2 separate regions of the Mus musculus genome follow, and region 1 is linked to region 2. Evidence: chromatin contacts called from public HiChIP or PLAC-seq data. All regions are on one chromosome and are shown on one strand. Each heading gives the region's core, a stretch centred on a gene start, on an enhancer-like site or on the middle of the called end of the contact. The rest is flanking DNA. Distances are from core to core; before and after follow the strand shown. Region 1 holds the start of Pomgnt2 (protein O-linked mannose beta 1,4-N-acetylglucosaminyltransferase 2). Region 2 holds the start of Ss18l2 (SS18, nBAF chromatin remodeling complex subunit like 2).

The links. HiChIP or PLAC-seq counts read pairs in DNA pulled down with a chosen protein or histone mark.
Region 1: a contact with region 2 is called in an H3K4me3 HiChIP or PLAC-seq map of the 230-238 cell line, with 4 times the contacts expected there. The contact joins the promoter of Pomgnt2 here to the promoter of Ss18l2 in region 2. A contact is called at or near these places in 1 of 39 promoter capture datasets (hippocampal neurons), 1 of 484 Hi-C or Micro-C datasets (embryonic stem cells) and 7 of 115 datasets of contacts at active chromatin or transcription factors (the 230-238 cell line, extraembryonic endoderm stem cells, large pre-B cells and 3 more).

What each region holds. Positions count from the first base shown.
Region 1 is chr9:121,994,431-121,997,931 of GRCm38.p6, reverse strand. It overlaps Pomgnt2 (protein O-linked mannose beta 1,4-N-acetylglucosaminyltransferase 2), which reads left to right and starts at 1,906. Exons shown (of 2, transcript NM_153540.4): 1 at 1,906-2,056. Gm39463 (a long non-coding RNA gene) reads right to left here and starts at 1,946. Exons shown (of 2, transcript XR_871388.3): 1 at 1,486-1,946.
Region 2 is chr9:121,708,531-121,712,131 of GRCm38.p6, reverse strand. It overlaps Ss18l2 (SS18, nBAF chromatin remodeling complex subunit like 2), which reads right to left and starts at 1,743. Exons shown (of 3, transcript NM_026794.2): 1 at 1,661-1,743; 2 at 1,417-1,493. The coding sequence starts at 1,729.

The DNA.
Region 1 (3,501 bases), core at 657-3,156, 290 kb before region 2:
AACAAGTAGATGCCAGTCAATGTCAAAGCCATTTGAAAACAATAGACCAGAGAAAGCAGTTCTCCCTCCCTCTCTCCTTCCCTCCTTTCTTTCTCTTGCCTCTGAAACATCTTTATTTGGAAGTACTCCCTAATTTTGACAGGTCCTCCCCACAGGCTAACAAGTACACTGCCCCAAAGGCTTATTCTACCTGCCATGTATCAAACCTGTCAACAAAATCCCCTTTATGAAGGGAAGAGCCTTTTGGAGGTGTGATCTGCTTGGTGAGTAGCTGCAGCAGGCTGGATAGCTCTACTCTCACCCAGAGCCCCCTTGGAGATGAAGAGCCATGGACTCAGTTTTCAGGGCTCCTTACAGACAGGAGTCTCTCTGAGACACAGGCTCTGCCAAGCACGTGCACACTGTGACTCAGATGAAGGAAGAGCACTCTGTGAGATGGCTTATGCATGGGGAATGGTGTCAGAGGAAGCTGACCTCCTTATCTCCAGATAGCATGGCATAGTTCTTGGACATGGCTTGGACACTGTCATCAGAGCAGACCCTAGATGCAGAGTCTGTTCCTCCTCATCTTAATGAGCCCACATGTCACTAAATGTTCCTTCACACACATTGTTCTGCTCAAGCCAGCCAGGGTAGACACATTGCCTGAAACTAAGAACCCTCTGAGATAGGACAAAGGTTGAGGCCTGAAGGGCCAGGGGGCCAGTTATGTGGAGCTTCCACAGACTAGTGCAACCCTTGAGGCCAAGAAAGAGATTGTTGCTTTTTAAAACACCAAAAGCCAAATGGGGGGAGGTAGGAAAAGAGGAAGAATCCAGGCAGCACAGGTAGGGGCTGGGGGAAGCAGGAAGCCACAGGGCCTTCTTCATGGTACAGGCAAATGGTGCCCAATCCAGAAATGATCTGCCTTGTGGCCAGTGGCATTGTTCCGACTCTCTGTGTCAGTTCTTCAGTGCACTCTGTTTGATCTTCTCACAGGTATGTGTATGTGTGTGTGTGTGTGAGAGAGAGAGAGAGAGACAGACAGACAGACAGACAGACAGAGAGACAGACAGAGAGAGACAGAGAGACAGACAGAGAGAGACAGACAGAGAGACAGAGACTACTTTAGATGAGTTTGTAATAACAACCATGAGAGTGAAGCCCACTGAGGTCTGAGGTTCTGGGAAGGCTTTGTGGCCAACCGGGCCAGTTGGGTGGGGGTGGGGGAGGGGAGGAGTGAGGAGGGTCCCTTAATATATACCCCCACCCCCAGCCCAGTTCTCAAAAGGACAAGGTTCCACATGACATTTGGGTCATCGTGTCAGAAGTGTCACAATGTCCATTTCCCAAGTGAGAAATCCAGCCGTTTTGGTCAGATTCACCTGATGTCAAGTCCGAGCTCCAACACTGTCATCTGACACCCACTCATGATAACACCCCATCAGTTTGGTTGTAAAGCCAAATGGCAGTTCCCAGAAAAAGTATAAAAGAGACATAACATACCTGACAAGAAGCCTGGTAAGGGAGGAGCGATCCATTGGCTCAGGTTTGAGGGGAGACGATCCGAAGTTAACTGAGCACAGAAGCCTTCAGTAATGACCATGAACAGCTCTGTTCAGTCTTTGTGCTCATCTACAGTGAATACTTTAACTGCTGAGCCATCAATAGTCTCTTTATGAGTCTTAAAAGCATGTCAAGGTATGGATTATTTTTTCTCTAACAGATTACATATGAAGATTTCTGTATCTTGTATTTAAGTTTATCATCAGAACTCTCATAATTGGGTAAACAGAACACCAAGAAGAGCTTCTGGTCTTCCCAGGCTCGTGCATGCTGCTCGCTTGAAAACTACAATTCCCAGGATTCTGTGAGCCGAAGAGGTGATCCTGGCCGAGGTCCGAGAGGCGGGTCCCAAGGCCCGCGCACGCGCCCGGGTTCCGGAGTTTGAGCTCGCCAGCAGGGCAAGCACACTAGGAACACCTGCGACACCCTGTCGGCAGGTGGGCAGCGCGGGCATCTGTGGCGCAGCTGGGCCCCGGGCTCGGAGCGGACGGGGCACAGAGCCCGGCTTCAGGTGAGGCGCTAGGCCGGGCCGGGCCGGGCTTGGTGCCCGACCCTGGACTGCAGGGGAGGCCGGCGGGCTTGCCGGACCCAGGGCGGTAGACGCCGCCTGCAGCAGGCGCCGAGGTGGGAGGGGTGGGCCTGAACCGCCCGGCCCCCGATGGCGCACTGGACCGTTCGGCTGGAGCCTTCACTGCCTCTGACCGCGGGGACGCACATGCTCGTGCCTGGGAAAGAATGGTGCACATTTGGCACAGGTGGCGTGGAGCAAGGAGAGATGAGCAGTGGGGGCCTGGGCTGCGCCAGCTGCGTTTGAAGCGGTGCCTGGGTCGGCCTGTTGCTGACCTTTAGGCAGTTGGGGCTCCGTAGAGAACCACCCGGATGGACGGACAGTCGGAGTTAGGAGTTTGTCTGCTTGACAATGGCGGGGGGGTGGGGGTGGGGGCGGCTACTGACGGACGACCCTGATGGACTTGCCTATAGGAACCCGTTTTCTCATCGTTAGTGGGAATCCGGGGTAAAAGTTTGGGACCTTCCACCAGAATCACGCTGCAGGTTGTGAGCAGCCAGTATCCTCTGACCTTATGCCAACCAGCCCCGAGCCTGTTGGTGTAGATGGTTTTAGGCTTATGGGACATGTGAATATTAGCACAATTCATTTACCATGTGTGGACTGTTCCAGGCACTGGGAAAATCTTGGCTCCTTTACCGGCCATGTCCCCATAAGTAACTCATTCACTTTCTCTGGTCCCTTCCTTCATCCTCTGTAAGACAGAGTGAAAAAAGACCTTCTTTGAAGAATTGCTGTGAGGCTTCCATGAGGTAATGCTGGCAAAGCTTTCTGTCTGGGTTCTGAACACATCAAATGTTAGCATGCACGACCACCAACTCTATAGACAAGGTTGGAGTTCTGGTTCCGGGTCCTGTCTTTTCCACAGACTAGCTGCTCTCAGGCTTTTAGGATCAGCCGGCCCTTTCACATGAAGGATCCGAGTTCCAAGTGGTGACAGAGTTAGAAGAGAACTGGATACTTTATCCTCAGAGGTGAGAGCTGAGAGCCCCTGGGGGCCTTGGAAAGGGAGGGAGCTGGTGAGTGGATTCACCCTGGTGGAGCATCATCCTGGTGTGCTGGACTGTCAGGGCCGTCAGGGTTGGTTTGTTTGCTAAGGATGAATCCAAAGCCTCCTGCGTGCTGAGCAAACATTCTGCTACACCCGTTCACTCTCTACTCTTTGCTTTGATTCACGGTCTCAGTAAGTCCTAGACACACCTAAGCTATGATCTTCCTGCTTCATCCTCCCCAGTAGCTGGGACAGCAGGCCTGTGACATCAGCCCAAGCTGACGACATGCTTCTAACCAACCTTGGACTTCTGGCTGGCAAGTTCTTGCTTTCAGAAATAGCAGTAATAAGCAAAGGCTTCTAGAGAGCCAGAATATTAAATTACTCAACACTCTGT
Region 2 (3,601 bases), core at 494-2,993:
GTGACGGGGTCTCTAGTCACTTCTGTGTCCTCATCTCCTGTGGCTTTCCCTTCACTGAGATCTGAACACAGGGGCCTCCTCGGTATGCCTGAGGATATCCAGCACCTTTGGCCTGCCTTATTTATTTCTGGGGCTCAGGCTTCTCTCAATGTTACCTCATGAAGGACACTCTGCACCCTGTCTTCTACTTACCCTACCTGATTTCTGCAGTGCTAGAAAGTGAACCCAGGGCTTCCTATACATGACAGGCATGCCCTGCCTTTATTCCATTTAAAGCACATATTCTTACATGTCTATTTTATTTCTCCACTCTGGTACTAGAGTCTAGAATGTCAGCTCCACAGAGAGTAGGAATCTCGTGTTTCCTATTCACCATACAATGCCTCCTTGTCTGTAGTACCACTGCTGGGTGTGGTGGTACATCTTAGTCCCAGCACATGGGAGGCAGAGGCAGTGGGAATTTCTGACTTCACAGTCAACCTGGACTACAGAGCAAGTACTGGGACAGCCAGGGCTACACAGGGAAACCTTTGTGCATTTGTGGGGGGTGGGGGGGATTAGAATAAAGGAGGCCCTTGTATGACCAAAGTAAGCACATGACATAGCCACTGTCAATTGCTGCCCATTCAGGAAGTCATTAGACTTGAGAAGTTCGACCTTCACAATGTGAAGAAACAGAATAAATTTGTAGGACCTTTGTATCTTTGCACAAGAGTCAGTATACCAAAAAGCATGTCTGCAGGCATTTTCTAAACATGAGAACGTGTTTAAAATGTAAAAAGGCAAACCTCAAATGCTGGAGTCAAACATAAACACCGCAAAATGGCAATTCTGCTGTTCCATTAAGATGCTTAGAGAATGGTTGTAAGTGACTTTTTAAGAGGCAAGGGGGGGGGTGTTAAAAATACTTAAGTAACGATACCGCATTGTCTATAAGAAATGGGACCTAGTTCTTGGACCAAATTTAGAAAAGGGTCTCAGATTCTGTTTCTTCCCATTCCGACATCTGGTTTAACGTAGAAATCCCTTTTTTGGTCGTATCTCCCACAGACTGACTGAGTGCTGGTTAACAAAATGGCCTGATTACTTTTGGGGGATGGAAGTGAAATCCACGAATAAAGAGACCAAGGCTCTCACGGAGCCTAGCTTTGAGACACTTTCCTCTGTCACCAGCTGACAGGGCTTTGTGTGAAACCCTGACTAACTCCAGGTTCTTACCATAAACTGTCAATATGGATTTGAGTAGTAAGTAAATAACCTTTAGAGGGCGGAGCACAGGCCATCCTCCGGCCGCAACCTGCCCAGTGCAAAGATTACAGGCATGCAGCACCACTCAAGCCAAGTAACCTCTTCCGCACCTCCCCTTTCTCGTCGGTTTGTCACCCAAGGCTGCCGCGCGTCCCCAGTGGCACTTACTGGACGCACTCGTTCGCTCGGCCCTTATTCTGATACTCCACGATACAGCGGATCAGCTGGTCATTCTCCTCCAGGAGCTGAAAGACGGGCGAGGAAGAAATGCAGGGGGCTCTCAGCTGGAGGTCCGGGGCAGGCGCCGAGCTGACCCTGCTCCCATTCCTTCCCCGGCCCACAGGCTGTCCCCACCACGGTCCGGCCCCTGCAGGAAGCTCCTGCACCAAATCTCCGGCTCTCGGTCGCTCACCCGCTGGATTGTCTCTTGATTGACCTTGGCTTTGCCGCGTAGCCAGTCAGGAGCGAAGATGACAGACATGCTGCAAAAAAAAAAAAGCTCGGGAGCCCCCGAGTCGCGCGCTGCTGACGCAAGCCTACACCGCCCCGCGTGGAGGCGGGGGTGTTAGAGACTCGACGCTGATTGGGTGCGACGCGGGGGCGTCACCTGTGATTGGACGCGCGAGCAAGCTCTTGCTTGCTCTTGCAGAGTCTATGACGCTACTCTGGGGGCGGGACTTTGCTGATGATTGATGGCCAAGAGCTGGCTGGTTTCTCAGCCTGGCTCTCCTGTCCCAAACCCTTCTAGTTCTAGTACAGTGGGAACTGAGAGGCTCCTTCCAGTCAGATCAAACCGGAAAGCACTGATATTAGCTGTTCTCTTATCCTGAAAGATACATGAGTGTGTCTAGATTCTTTCTAGGCAATAAAAAAATTTTAAAACCAGCGTATCAGGCCGGGGTCAGTGGTTAAGAGCCCCCTTGCCTGCTCTTCCAGAGGACCAGAGTTTGATTCCCAACCTCCCCATTTCGAGTGGCTCACAACCACCTGTAACTTAAGCTCCAGCAGATCTAATGCCCTCTTCGGGCCTGCACAGGCACTCAAATACATGTGGCAAACACAGGTGTAACACAGAAGTAAACATTTACTATGAAGTCGTATTGCTTATTGCCACCCTAAAAAGTACTAGCATTTTCTCCACTTTACAGAACAGAAAATAGATGCATTTTCCCGAGTCCTATTGCCAATGATGACCATCACCTTACACCTTCATTTAGAGGGAAGATCTAGAGAACTCCCTGGAGTTCTGTTTCTCTGCCCTAGAACGGGTTTGCCCACCCTCATTTAGGTGTTTAAGGCAGCAGCTTTCCCTTCATTCTAGGCATGAAGATCCAATAAGAGAAGTTGGGGTGACCTGTCTGTGTGGGGTTGGACTCAGAGATTCTTACTTCTCAAGTTCACACATCAGTCCCTCCCAGAGATTCTACAGAAGACAGGATGGGCAGAGTGGGGTCATCAAGAGCAGGGTGCACACCTTGCTTAGTACCACTCTACCCTCAGTAATTCCCATTTAGAGTGGAGGACTGATTTCGGCAGGAGGTGGTGTCAAATAGGCACAGATGTGTGTGTGGGGGAGGTGGGGAAGAAGTCTCAGCGTATAGGTGTGGATATCAGGGGGCTGGGAGGACTCAATCCTGGACTTTCTCCAGGAGGCAGTGGGAACTACGGATGGTCTTGGGCAGAAGACTGGTAATGCCTGAAAACTTTCTTGGCAGTGATAAGATGAAGGTGGAAAGGAGGTTGGGTTCGAGGAAGAGCAGTTAGAGGATGACTGCGGGTGAGCAGCCCAGAAGAGATGGATACTGTGAGAGAAATGTACACTTGAGGAAGGAGAGCTGGTCAGCCTCAGTGACTGAATGGAGAGGAAGATGCAGGAGGAACTAGGGATGGTGAGTGGGAGTTCTGGGTTTGGCATCTGAGAGATTCATGATGCCATTTATGGAATCAGGGAACATGCTGTGGGGGAGGGGGAGCTGGACCGAAGGCAACAGAAATGTAGTCTGAGGTTATCCCATGTGAAAATACTGAAGTTCATGGGTATTTGGGTCTGGAAGCATGAATGAAGTCTGGAGGGACAGAGCTGTGATAAACATCACTTGGGCAAACTGCTTCCAATCATGTGGTAGATAAGTCTGCCCAAGGAGAGTGTGGTGGTTTCCCTTATGCAGAGGAAAAGAAGTTGCAGAAGAGATAGGAGGGGAAAGAGACTAAAACCAGGGAACTGTGTGTGTGTATGTGTTGGGGGGAGGGGGTAGGACTTAAAGAAAAGAGTGACTCAGGAGTAACCAAGTGCTGAGCAGACAAGGTAAGACTAGGTCTTTGATGCCATAGAGGCAGAAGTCAGAATTGCAGG